Regions from separate parts of the Sus scrofa genome. Here region 1 is linked to region 2. Evidence: chromatin contacts called from public Hi-C data. All regions are on one chromosome and are shown on one strand. Each heading gives the region's core, a stretch centred on a gene start, on an enhancer-like site or on the middle of the called end of the contact. The rest is flanking DNA. Distances are from core to core; before and after follow the strand shown.

What was found. A called contact is a pair of places that touch in the nucleus more often than the background predicts.
Region 1: a Hi-C map of fetal skeletal muscle shows a contact between it and region 2, with 2.8 times the contacts expected there. The contact joins the enhancer-like site here to the promoter of RFC5 in region 2. A contact is called at or near these places in 1 of 5 promoter capture datasets (liver) and 6 of 47 Hi-C or Micro-C datasets (brain, embryonic fibroblasts, epiblast stem cells and 2 more).

The regions. Positions count from the first base shown.
Region 1 is chr14:34,741,711-34,747,211 of Sscrofa11.1, forward strand. All of the region lies in intron 1 of KSR2 (kinase suppressor of Ras 2), which reads left to right. Among named protein-coding and RNA genes, the nearest start is that of KSR2, 69 kb to the left of the region's middle. Within about 2 kb of position 2,156, at least 26 of the 83 cell types and tissues checked have an H3K27ac peak or open chromatin away from gene starts, as enhancers often do. A contact at or near this core is called in fetal skeletal muscle and undifferentiated spermatogonia, where this site is marked.
Region 2 is chr14:34,640,763-34,645,708 of Sscrofa11.1, forward strand. It overlaps RFC5 (replication factor C subunit 5), which reads right to left and starts at 1,836. Exons shown (of 11, transcript XM_005670675.3): 1 at 1,636-1,836. The coding sequence starts at 1,700.

The sequences.
Region 1 (5,501 bases), core at 906-3,405, 100 kb after region 2:
CTGCCCAGGGACCACAGGCATGGCATCCCAGAACTTCTGCAGTTTTCCCCTCAGTCACACCTCCTCTAGTGCAATACCCAGCTACTGGCTTTTTAAACAAATTTTTAAAAACAGCTTCATCCATCTTTGTCACTTGCCAGGAGGTCTCATGCTTCCATGCGTAGATGTAAATGCTGAGACCCCACCCCGAAAGCTTATATGTATCTGTCCAGCTAGGTCCCTGGGGAATGATGAAGGAAGAGGTAGGGGGATGGGCAGGGGGAAGTCATTTATACTAACCGGCTTTGCCCCCCTCAGGCCAGCCCTGGACAAAAGGGCCTGCTGTTACTTATTACCCTTCATGCAGGTTGTCCTTGTTTCAGAAAGGTTGGGAGAGGTTACACCTGGGACACAAGCTAAGTTTGCCTGAGGGGACCCCACAATCTTATTTTCCCCCTGCTTCTTCTCATTTGCAGGATGATCGGTCCTGCCTACATCATCACCCTGCCCTCTCTGGAATCAGCCCCTCAAGACTCGCTCATTTAATCAGATCGCCTAATTGGCACTGCAGGGGCGATGACGGATTAAGAACCTGAAGGCAGTGGTTCTGGACTTTTTGCCTCTGTCAGAACTATCTGGGGACCTTGTTTAAAAGAAATGAGAATCCCCCTGTCCCCAGGAGCATTTGATTCTGCATGTGTGGGTCGAGGGAAGCAGGGGCCCATCCTGCATGTTCTTAACAAGCTCCCCTAAGGGAGTGAAAGGTTGTCAACTTTAAAGTGTGGTATGGAAATAAAGGAATGGGGCAGGCTGAGGGGCCGCCTTAGCCCCTGCTTGTTTGTCCCTGGGACCGAAGGCAAGTTACATCATCACTCTGTGCCTCCATTTTCTCATCTCAAAAATGGGAATAAGGAGTTCCTTTCGTGGTGCAGCAGAAACAAATCCAACTAGGAACCATGAGGTTGCAGGTTTGACCCCTGGCCTTACTCAGTGGGTTAAGGATCCGGTGTTGCCGTGAGCTGTGGTGTAGGTTGCAGACGCAGCTCAGATTTGGCGTGGCTGTGGCTGTGGCACAGGCCAGCGGCTACAGCTCTGATTAGACTCCGAGCCTGGGAACCTCCATATTCGGCCCTAAAAAAGGACAAAAAAAAAAAAAAGTGACCAAAAAAAATGGGAATAAGACAGTTCTTAGCTCTTAGGGCACATAATGACAATCTAGTGACATTAAGGAAGTACTTAGTGTGGTGCCTGGCACATGGTAAATGCTCAATAAAACTTAGCTATGAAGATGATTATGAATGTATTATCGTGTAATATTTATTGATAGCATCCTTCTTAACTAAGCAGTAGGCACAGGGCTGGCAGGTAAAAAGTATCAACAGATGTCAGTTTTATTATTATAAATACATAATATATGCTATATAATATAAATATTGTTTAAAATTATGTATTATATATATATTAATACATATATTTTTTGGTCTTTTTAGGGCCATACCTTCAGCATATGGAGGTTCCTGGGCTAGGGGTTGAATCAGAGCTGCAGTTGCAGGCCTATACCACAGCCATGGCAACACTGGATAGGCGCCACATCTGCAACCTAGCTAGGATCTGCTAGCTCCTTGACCCAGTGATTGAAGCCAGAGATGGAACCCGTATCCTCATGGATGCTAGTCAGGTTCTTTACCTGCTGAGCCATAAGGTAACTCCTGAATTCTTATCTGTGATAGACCTATGACTATAATATATATTATACAGATACAGGCTACATATAATATGTACCATACAGTAGTATATAATAGATCAATATATAACATACTGTATCAATATAACATACTGTATATGTTATGTCATATATAGATATGTTTGAAATATATAGCAAAATGTATTGTTATGGCAAAAATATAAACATTATCATTATGTGAGGAAGTTACCAGTGGGGCTGGCATCTAAGTCAGTACTCATTAAATATATGAGCTCTTTTTTTTCTCTACTGTCTGTAATATTCATTAGCCATAAAAACGTAAAGAGAAGGAAAAGCTACCAGGAACACTGAAAGCTTTAACACAAAGCAGTGGGCGGTTTGGGGTAGAGCGAGCCGGCGCAGTAGGCAGCCCCAGGGCCAGCGCAGGACCGCTGGGTCCGGTTGGCTCCAGCGCGGAGATCCTGTTCTAACTGGGATGGGCTGGGGAGAGGAGGAAGGGAACGTCTCCCAGGCTGCCAGGCTTCAGCAGCGAATTTGCCTGCGGATGCAAATGGCCGGTTACTTGAGACGTGAGCGAGTCAAATAAATTCTCTCCGCTGTCAGCTGTCCCCCCCCACCCCAGCGGCGGGGATGTTATGACAATAGTCTCCCTGGCAACCGCGGGAAGGCGTCGGGCCGCTGAAGATTTCTTTACCCTCCACCACCGCCGCTGCTTCTGAGAACCTGGGAGCCTGGGCCGAAGAGCTGGTTCTGAACGTGGTGTGCCCGCTGGAAAAGGAGTTGGGTTATCTGGGCAGGGGCCTGATTCCCCCACCCCAGTGATGCTGGTTCATCGAAAGACCAAGAAATATGTCTTGCATGCTAGGCCCTGATCTGAACACTGGGGGAAAAGACAGGCAAAGCCCATGCTCTTTAGAGCTGACATTCTGATGGGTGTGTGATGATGATGATAGGGGGGGGCGTAACTATGGAAACCAATAAACAGGATAATTTGCGGGATAGCGATGAGTGCTCCCAAGGAAAAAAAACAGGGTGTTGTGCTGGTGACAGTGGAGGATGGTTGGGAAAGGATGACACTCCGGAGGATAGGAAAGTGCCATTTATGTCTAACGCCAGAGGGGAAGAACTCTAAGCTGTGGGAAGACGTGGGCCATTCGGTTTCAGGGCTTTGAGCTCTCTGCTACCAGCTGCTTCCTGCTAAAGAGAAGACAGCAGTGATATGGGGTGCTTGCTGAAGGCACCCTGAGGGGAACAGACGGCTCTGGAGCCTGTCTCTTCCTCCTGTGATTTTTAAGCCTCAGTTTCCACCTGTGTAAAATGGGCATTGCTATGAGGTTTACAGGAGAGCTGATTTCCATAAGGTCAGGAAGATCCCCAATCTGTACTGCACCCCTTTCCAGCTTCCATGGACTCTATTTTAGTGCTTTTTTTTTTTTATAAGTACCTAAAGTGGTGAAGGTTTTGGACCCCAGCAAACCAAACCTGAGGGGCTTTGCCGGTAGATCTCTCTCATGGTTCATCTTGGTTTAGATTCTGAGTGGAAAGTCCCCCGTTTTTACCTTAGAGATTTCAGACATAATTATTTATAGCTCTGTCACGTGCCCTGACTTTAAACTTTTTTTTTGTTTATGCTGCTAAATTTACCATCAAGCTAATACTGAGTACAGTAATAAGGCTTGAAGATGCTCAGATCCAGGAGGGAGGGTCTGAAGAAATTTTCCATCTGCGATGGAAAGTGCCAGGCTGCCCTCTGGTGTGGAGATGGAGAACTACAGCCTGCTCTCCAAGTCCTGTGATCCTTCTGACCCCAGGCCCAGGAAACCTTTTGTACCAGAGTGCAGGCGCTGATGGTGGGCTCAGCTTGCGAGTGCTATTCCATGGGCCCTGTGTTTCTTCCCTTGAAGATGGAATTTCTTTGAACTTTTTGCAGTTCAGCTCTGCATGGGCTTGAATAGAGGGTGACCTAAAAATAAATTAGGACACATGGGAAGGGTGAGGTCATGGTGAGGCCCCTTTCTAAGTGTTTCTCAACTTTGACCTCTAGATGGTATGAACTTTCTCCGCTTCAGCAAAGTGTTATGGGGAAGAGGGCTGGCAACTGGGCATCCTATCCTGAGTTCGAATCCTGACTCTCCTGCTGCTTTAGTGATGTGAACCTGGGCATAATTCCAAAGCCTCTGAGCCTCAGTTTCCCCATCTGTGGAATTAGTTAGTAACAGCTCAGCATCCACTTCAGCATTGTCACAGTGCTCTGCAAGGCAGTATCTTTAGAATCATTTTGGAAAATAATTTATTTAATGATGTAGGTGGATTAAGACCAATCCCTGAAAATTCCCCAAGTGGAGCTGTGCCTCTCACACTTTGTGTGGGGAAGGATCAGTTTTTTCCTTGCCTGGTACTTTGTAGCCAGTACAAGCTAGGATAAAAAATATCTTAGAAAAATGAAAGAGACCCCAAACGAAATATAAGCCTCTCTTGGGAACTATCAGATTCCACGGAAAATTACCCTGTCAAATAGCCATGACAGTGTCTAAATGCTCTCAATTTCTGTACTTCACTGGGCTGGGCTGCAGGGCCTTCCAGGCAGGGAGGGTGTGTAATTGATTTTATATTGCCCAGCTCTTTGTATTTAGAAAGTACCTAAACACACACAAACACACACACACCACTTTTAAATGAAAGGATGAGAGGCCTTTCTTCTCTTTGGGTAAACGTAGAACTCCCATCTTTATCATCCTATGGTCTTGCAACATCTCTTGTACGAGGCTGTTCTGGTAATTTTGCATCCTTGATGCCTGTGCTGACCCTAGGTGCCCTTCTTCCCTCTACTCCTCTCCTTGGCCTTGTGGTGTACGTTTGTATAGCTAGCTTGTCTGCCCCACTGGGAGCTCCTTCAGGCCTGGACTGGTGCAGCCTGCTCCTTGGATTCTCCAGGCTCTGGGTGAGGACAGCTCCTCAGGAGGTGCTTGGTAGAGGCCTGCTGTGCAAATCAGCCCACAGCCCTTAAAGGCCCCTGCTGGCAGAGTGGGGGTGGGGGTGGGGCTGCTCCCAGGCTTCCAGAACTGGTTTTCTGCCCAAGGATCCGGATGCTTAAGCTTGTCTGAGAAACAAACTGCTTTCCTTACATAATTCAGACAGTTAGATGGATGTTTCTCATGCTTGCCTGATGCGCAGGATCATTGGGGTGCTTATGTTTCTATGACTTCCTGGGCCTTCTCCAGATTCCCTGAATCAGAATTTCTAGGGCATGGGTCTGGAAGTTTAATTTTGAACAAACACCTCCAGATGATTCTTATGGTCAGGAAATTAGAGGGAGAGGGAACTAACTTGTAAAATTATCTAGTGCCTTAGGAGAGTTACTTAAGCTCTATAGCTCTCAGTTTCCTCATCTGTAAAATAGGCTGATGTGCATGTATGTGTATAGTTATATTTATTTATTTTTATGTGTTATATACATTTAAAATTTATTTAATGAAATGGCTAACATCATGACCCACATCTTTTTGTTGACAAGTATCTGACTTTCATGACATTTGTGATTAATTGTTACATAGATAATTCAAGCTTATGGAAAAATTACAAGATGCACAGGCATAAAAATGAGCAAATCTTACCTATAATCTAGAGATGCAGCTGCTAGCTGCTAGGAACATTTTTTTTTTTTGTATGTGTGTGTGTGTGAACATGTGCATTTATATTCAGAAAATGGGATGATACTGTTCCTGTTGTGTTGTTCTATTTGGCAGTAGATCATAACATTCTTTGTGTGTCAATAACTGAATGTTTGTTAGACTTGGGTTCAAATCTTGACTCCTTC
Region 2 (4,946 bases), core at 586-3,085:
GAAGAGACACAAAATCCTTTAACCCAGTGGTTCTCACCAGGGGCAATTTTGTCCTCCAGCAAACTCCTGATAATACCTGGAGACATTTTCCACTGTCACAATTGGGTGAAGGATGCTACTGGCGTCTAGTGGATAGGCACCAGGGATGTTGTTAAACATCATACAATGCACAAGATAACTCCCATGCCCTCCCTCAACTCCAAACATCTGGCCCAAAATATCAGTAGTGTTGAAAAACTGCTCTAATTTCACCTTTCCAGATGTCTGCCTAAAACCTCAACATGGATGGGTATCTAAAGTTAATCCAAAATTGAACTCATATCCAAATATAAATCAACAGATGAATGGATTTAAAAAAATGGTGGTATATCCATACAATGGAATATTATTTGGCAATAAAAGGAAATGAGCTGCTGATATAAGAAAAAAGCCAGTCACGAAAGGCCATTTATTGTTTGATTCCATTTATATGAAATATTCAGAACAAGCAAATTCACAGACAGAAGATTAGTGGTTGCCAGGAGATGAAGGAGTGGGGAATGGGGAGCCACTGCCAGTGGGTATGGAGTCACTTGGGGGTGATGACAGTAGGATGGTTACACAACATTCTGAATGTACTTAATGCCACCTAATTGTACAGTTTAAAATTGTTACAAGTGTAAATTTTATGTTATGTATTTTATTATGACTAAAACCAAACATAACTTGTTATTGGAAACAAAAGAAATTTGAGTTTTCTGAAGTCAAGCCAAATCCCATCAGTCTTTAAACCATGAGTTGTAGAAGTAGGATGGTTAAAAGTGCAAGTTCTGAATCTGGACCACCTGGTTCAAATCCAAACCTATTTCCCAACTCTGGACCTTAGGCAAGTCATTTAACCTTTTGGTAAAACGGGGATTAACAGTACCTACTTCGTAGGGTCTTTGTAAAGGTCAAACTGTAATAGGGTGCCCGCTAATCTGACAAAATCATCTAAAGAAAACTTAACTAGGGGACTTTTTTTTTTTTTTTTTTTTTTTGGTCTTTTTTAGGGCCGCACCATGGGAATATGTTAATTCCCAGGCTAGGGGTCAATGAGAGCTGCAGCTGCCAGCGCAGGGGACAGCCACATCAACGCAGGATCCGAGCAGCATCTGCGACCTACACCACAGCTCACCACAACGCGGGTTCCTTAACCCACTGAGCGAGGCCATGGATGAAAACCTGCGTCCTTATGGATACTAGTTAGATTTGTTTCTGCTGTGCCACTATGGGAACTCCAGCACTGGTACTATTAATCTTCTAGTTTAGAATTTGACCAGTAATCGCATGGAGAGAATATTTTGGCAAGAGAGAACATTTTGCCACGGAGGCCAGTGCAAAGTCTGGGAGACACGGGATCGAAGCCCTGTGTTGTCACTCAGTCTTCTGGCAACAGGAAAGAGGGCCAGTATGAGACATGGGGGTGCGGGGTGAGGGCAGCTGGGAAAAGTTCTAAATAGAATGGAGCGTGACTGGGAAGTTGAGGGTGTTAAGGCGCGCAAGTCTGTGGGCGGCGGGGCGAGGTCGGGCTGAGGACCAGCCCCTTGACCACTCCGGCCTCCGCCTCCCCGCGCGGCCCACCCCCTTGCCTGCGGCAAACGGTCCTCGACCTACCAGGGCAGGTTCCTGATCTTGGTTGCCTCGGGCTGCTGCTGCTGCTTGTGCGCTGAGGTCTGCATGATGGGGTGATGAAGGTGTCCAGGTCCAGTGACGCCGTCTCGTCCCTCAGGGGCCTGCCCCGCGAGCAACCGCGAACCTGGCCCCGCGACCCTAGAGCTTAGAGTTCGCGCGCAAAAGTAAGTGTCGCGATATTTAGCTGCCTGCTTCCGACTTCCTCCGTTGGTCCCGCCCCCTCCCCGTTGCTAAGGCCCCCGTTGCCGGGTTACTAGAGGTGCCCGCAGCCCGCCTAGCTCCGACTCCGACCTCCTAGCTCGAGTTGTGCTGTCTCTGACGCGGTTCTGAGCCTAGGGGGACAGGGAGCAGGAGAGGGCAGACCACCCGCTGCGGCCGCCTATCGTCATTACGAATTAAAGTCTCACAGCCAAAGCCAATTGCAGCCATAAACTAAGTTCAAACACTTACTGTTCAAAGGCACAGAAAGCTGCCAGCGCAAAAAATCCTGAGGAAAAACCACTCCCAATTGACAAGGCCAGTTCTTGAATATAGATACAGTATGAAAAAAGACTCGAAATACTTTTGGCCCCAGAGCTGGGAGGTGAAGTACTTCAAATTGGAAAACAATTACAAACAACTCCATTCTGTCTCCCAGACCTATGTCCCTCGCCCAACGAAATTTACAGAACCGACCTCCAGGAATGAACAAATAAATAGGTAAATCACTCCGGTTAGATTAACTTGTATAACTAGAAAGGCCTAGTTAGTAAACATACAGGACAGGGTCCCTTTGATCTCATATCAAAATGCTAGTATTTTTTTCTGAGGTGAGGGGATTTTGTTTTCTTCTATTTTGCTGGTCTGTATTTCCCAGAAATGAGTGTGTATTACATTCATAATAAAGTTTTTTAAAAACGTGTGGAGGAGTTCCCACTGTGGGGCAGAGGGTTAAGGATTGAGTATTGTCTCTGTGGCCACTCAGGTTCGATTCCTGGCCTGGGAACTTCCATATGCTGCGGGTGCAGCCAAAAACAAAACAAAAAACATGTTGCAAAAGACAACAGTTCTGGGAAGAGATGAGTGGCCTGGGATCAGAATTGTTCTGATTCAGGGAGTTCCCATTGTGGCTCAGCAGTAATGAACGTGACTAGTATCCATGAGGAAGCGGGTTTGATCCTTGGCCTTGCTCAGTGTGTTAGGGATCCCGAGATGCTGTGAACTATGGTGTATGTTGCAGATTCAGCTAGGATCTGTCATTGCTCTGGCTATGGGAAGACCTGCAGCTCCAGCTCCCAATCGACTCCCAGCCTGGAAACTTCCATATGCAGCAAGTGTGGCCCTAAAAAGAAAAAAAGAAAAAAAAGTGTTCTGATTGAGAATTAGCTGCTTTGGGCATCTTACTCCTTCACTGCGGCCTGTTTTAGGAGCAGAGTAGAGGGACAGTGGGCAAATATACAATGGCATTTATGGCTTCACCCTGGCCCCTACTTGAGGAGTCAGAGAAAGGGGGTCAGATGTGGCTTGTGATATGACAGTGCCCTAATCTCTGCTTCCTCCTAACAATGGCTGTGCAGATTGCCAGGATGCAACTTTTTTCCTCTAAATTCTGGGCAGGTTACTTCTCTCCTCATCCTCATCATATCTACTCCAAGATGGTTGTAAGGATTAGATGAAATAATCTAAGTAAGCATCCAGTGCATTCCACCTTCCTCTCTCCTCCCCTTCCAGCAGGCTCTCCACCATCCTGCTCTTGTCGCAGATATTTTCTTTCAAATAAAACCTAAACAACTGGTGGGTGTGACTATGCCTTGGAGAGTTAATTTTATGTGTCAACTTGACTGGGCTAAGTGATGCCCATTGAGCTGGTGAACATTATTTTTGGGGTAAGACTCTGAGAGTGTTTCTGGAAGAGATTGGCATTTGAATTGGTAGATTGAGTAGAGCAGACCACTCTCACCAATGCAGGTAGGCATGATCGAATCCATGGAGGGCCTGAATAGAACAAAAAAGGTGGAGGAAGAGTGAATTTGCTCTCATTCTGAACTGGAACAGCCATCTTCTCCTGCCCTCAGACATCAGTGCTCTTGATCCTCAGGCCTTTGGTTTCATACTGAATACACCACCAGCATTCCTGGGTCTTCAGCTTGCAGACAGCAAGTCATGGGACTTCTTGGCCTCCATAATCACGTGAGTCAGTTCCTGAGATATTTATGTCATGTAAATATCTAGATAAATATCTAATATACAATTTAAGTATAAAATATATAGTACATATAATATATATAATAATAAATTAATATTTATTACATAGTACATACTATAAAATATTTTAAAGCTACAGAAATATAATATATAGTATAAATATAAATAATATTTAAATATACTCATTACCACATAAATATAAATACAAATATAAACATATATAGACACATATACTATTGGTTCTGTTTATCTGGCAAACCTGATTCAAAAAGCTGTAACTTGGGAGTTCCCGTCGTGGCGCATGGTTAACGAATCCGACTAGGAACCATGAGGTTGCGGGTTCGGTCCCTGCCCTTGCTCAGTGGGTTAACATCCAGCGTTGCCGTGAGCTGTGGTGTAGGTTGCAGACGCGGCTCGGATCCCGCGTTGCTGTGGCTCTGGCGTAGGTCGGTGGCTACAGCTCTGATTCAACCCCTGGCCTGGGAACCTCCATATGCCATGGAAGCGGCCCAAGAGATAGCAACAACAACAACAACAACAATAACAACAACAAAAAGACAAAAGACAAAAGACAAAAAACAAAAAACAAAAAACAAAAAGCTGTAACTTGAGCTTTATTCAGCTGCCATGGCCAGAGCCATGCTGCTCAGGGGCCTTTGCATTAGAAACATGATGCCACCACCTCCTTGAGCTGGAAGATGCAAACAAGACTGGACCAAGTTCTCATAAAACTTCTTGTGCACCTGCTGTTCAGTTAGCTTGGAGTGCATGATTCTTCTGTGTGGCCTTATATTATGTATTTACAAGGTCAACAATTGTGTGCCTCCACCAGTGCATTGTAAGCTTACTGAGAGGCAAGGCTTCCTCTCCACTGGATTTCCTCTCCACTGCCCTCCTGGTGCCTGGAATGGTGCATGTCTCAAAGGAAGCACACAATTTATAATTATTTGCTGAATGAGTGAATGAAAGATAATAGCTAATATTCATTAGGCAGTTACTATGGGCCAGACACTGTTCTGAGTGCTTTGCAGTCTAAATGCATATGGAGTTGTTGCCATAAGCCCAAGCTGCTATTTTTGGTTCCATTTCATAGGTTTGTTCCCTAACTT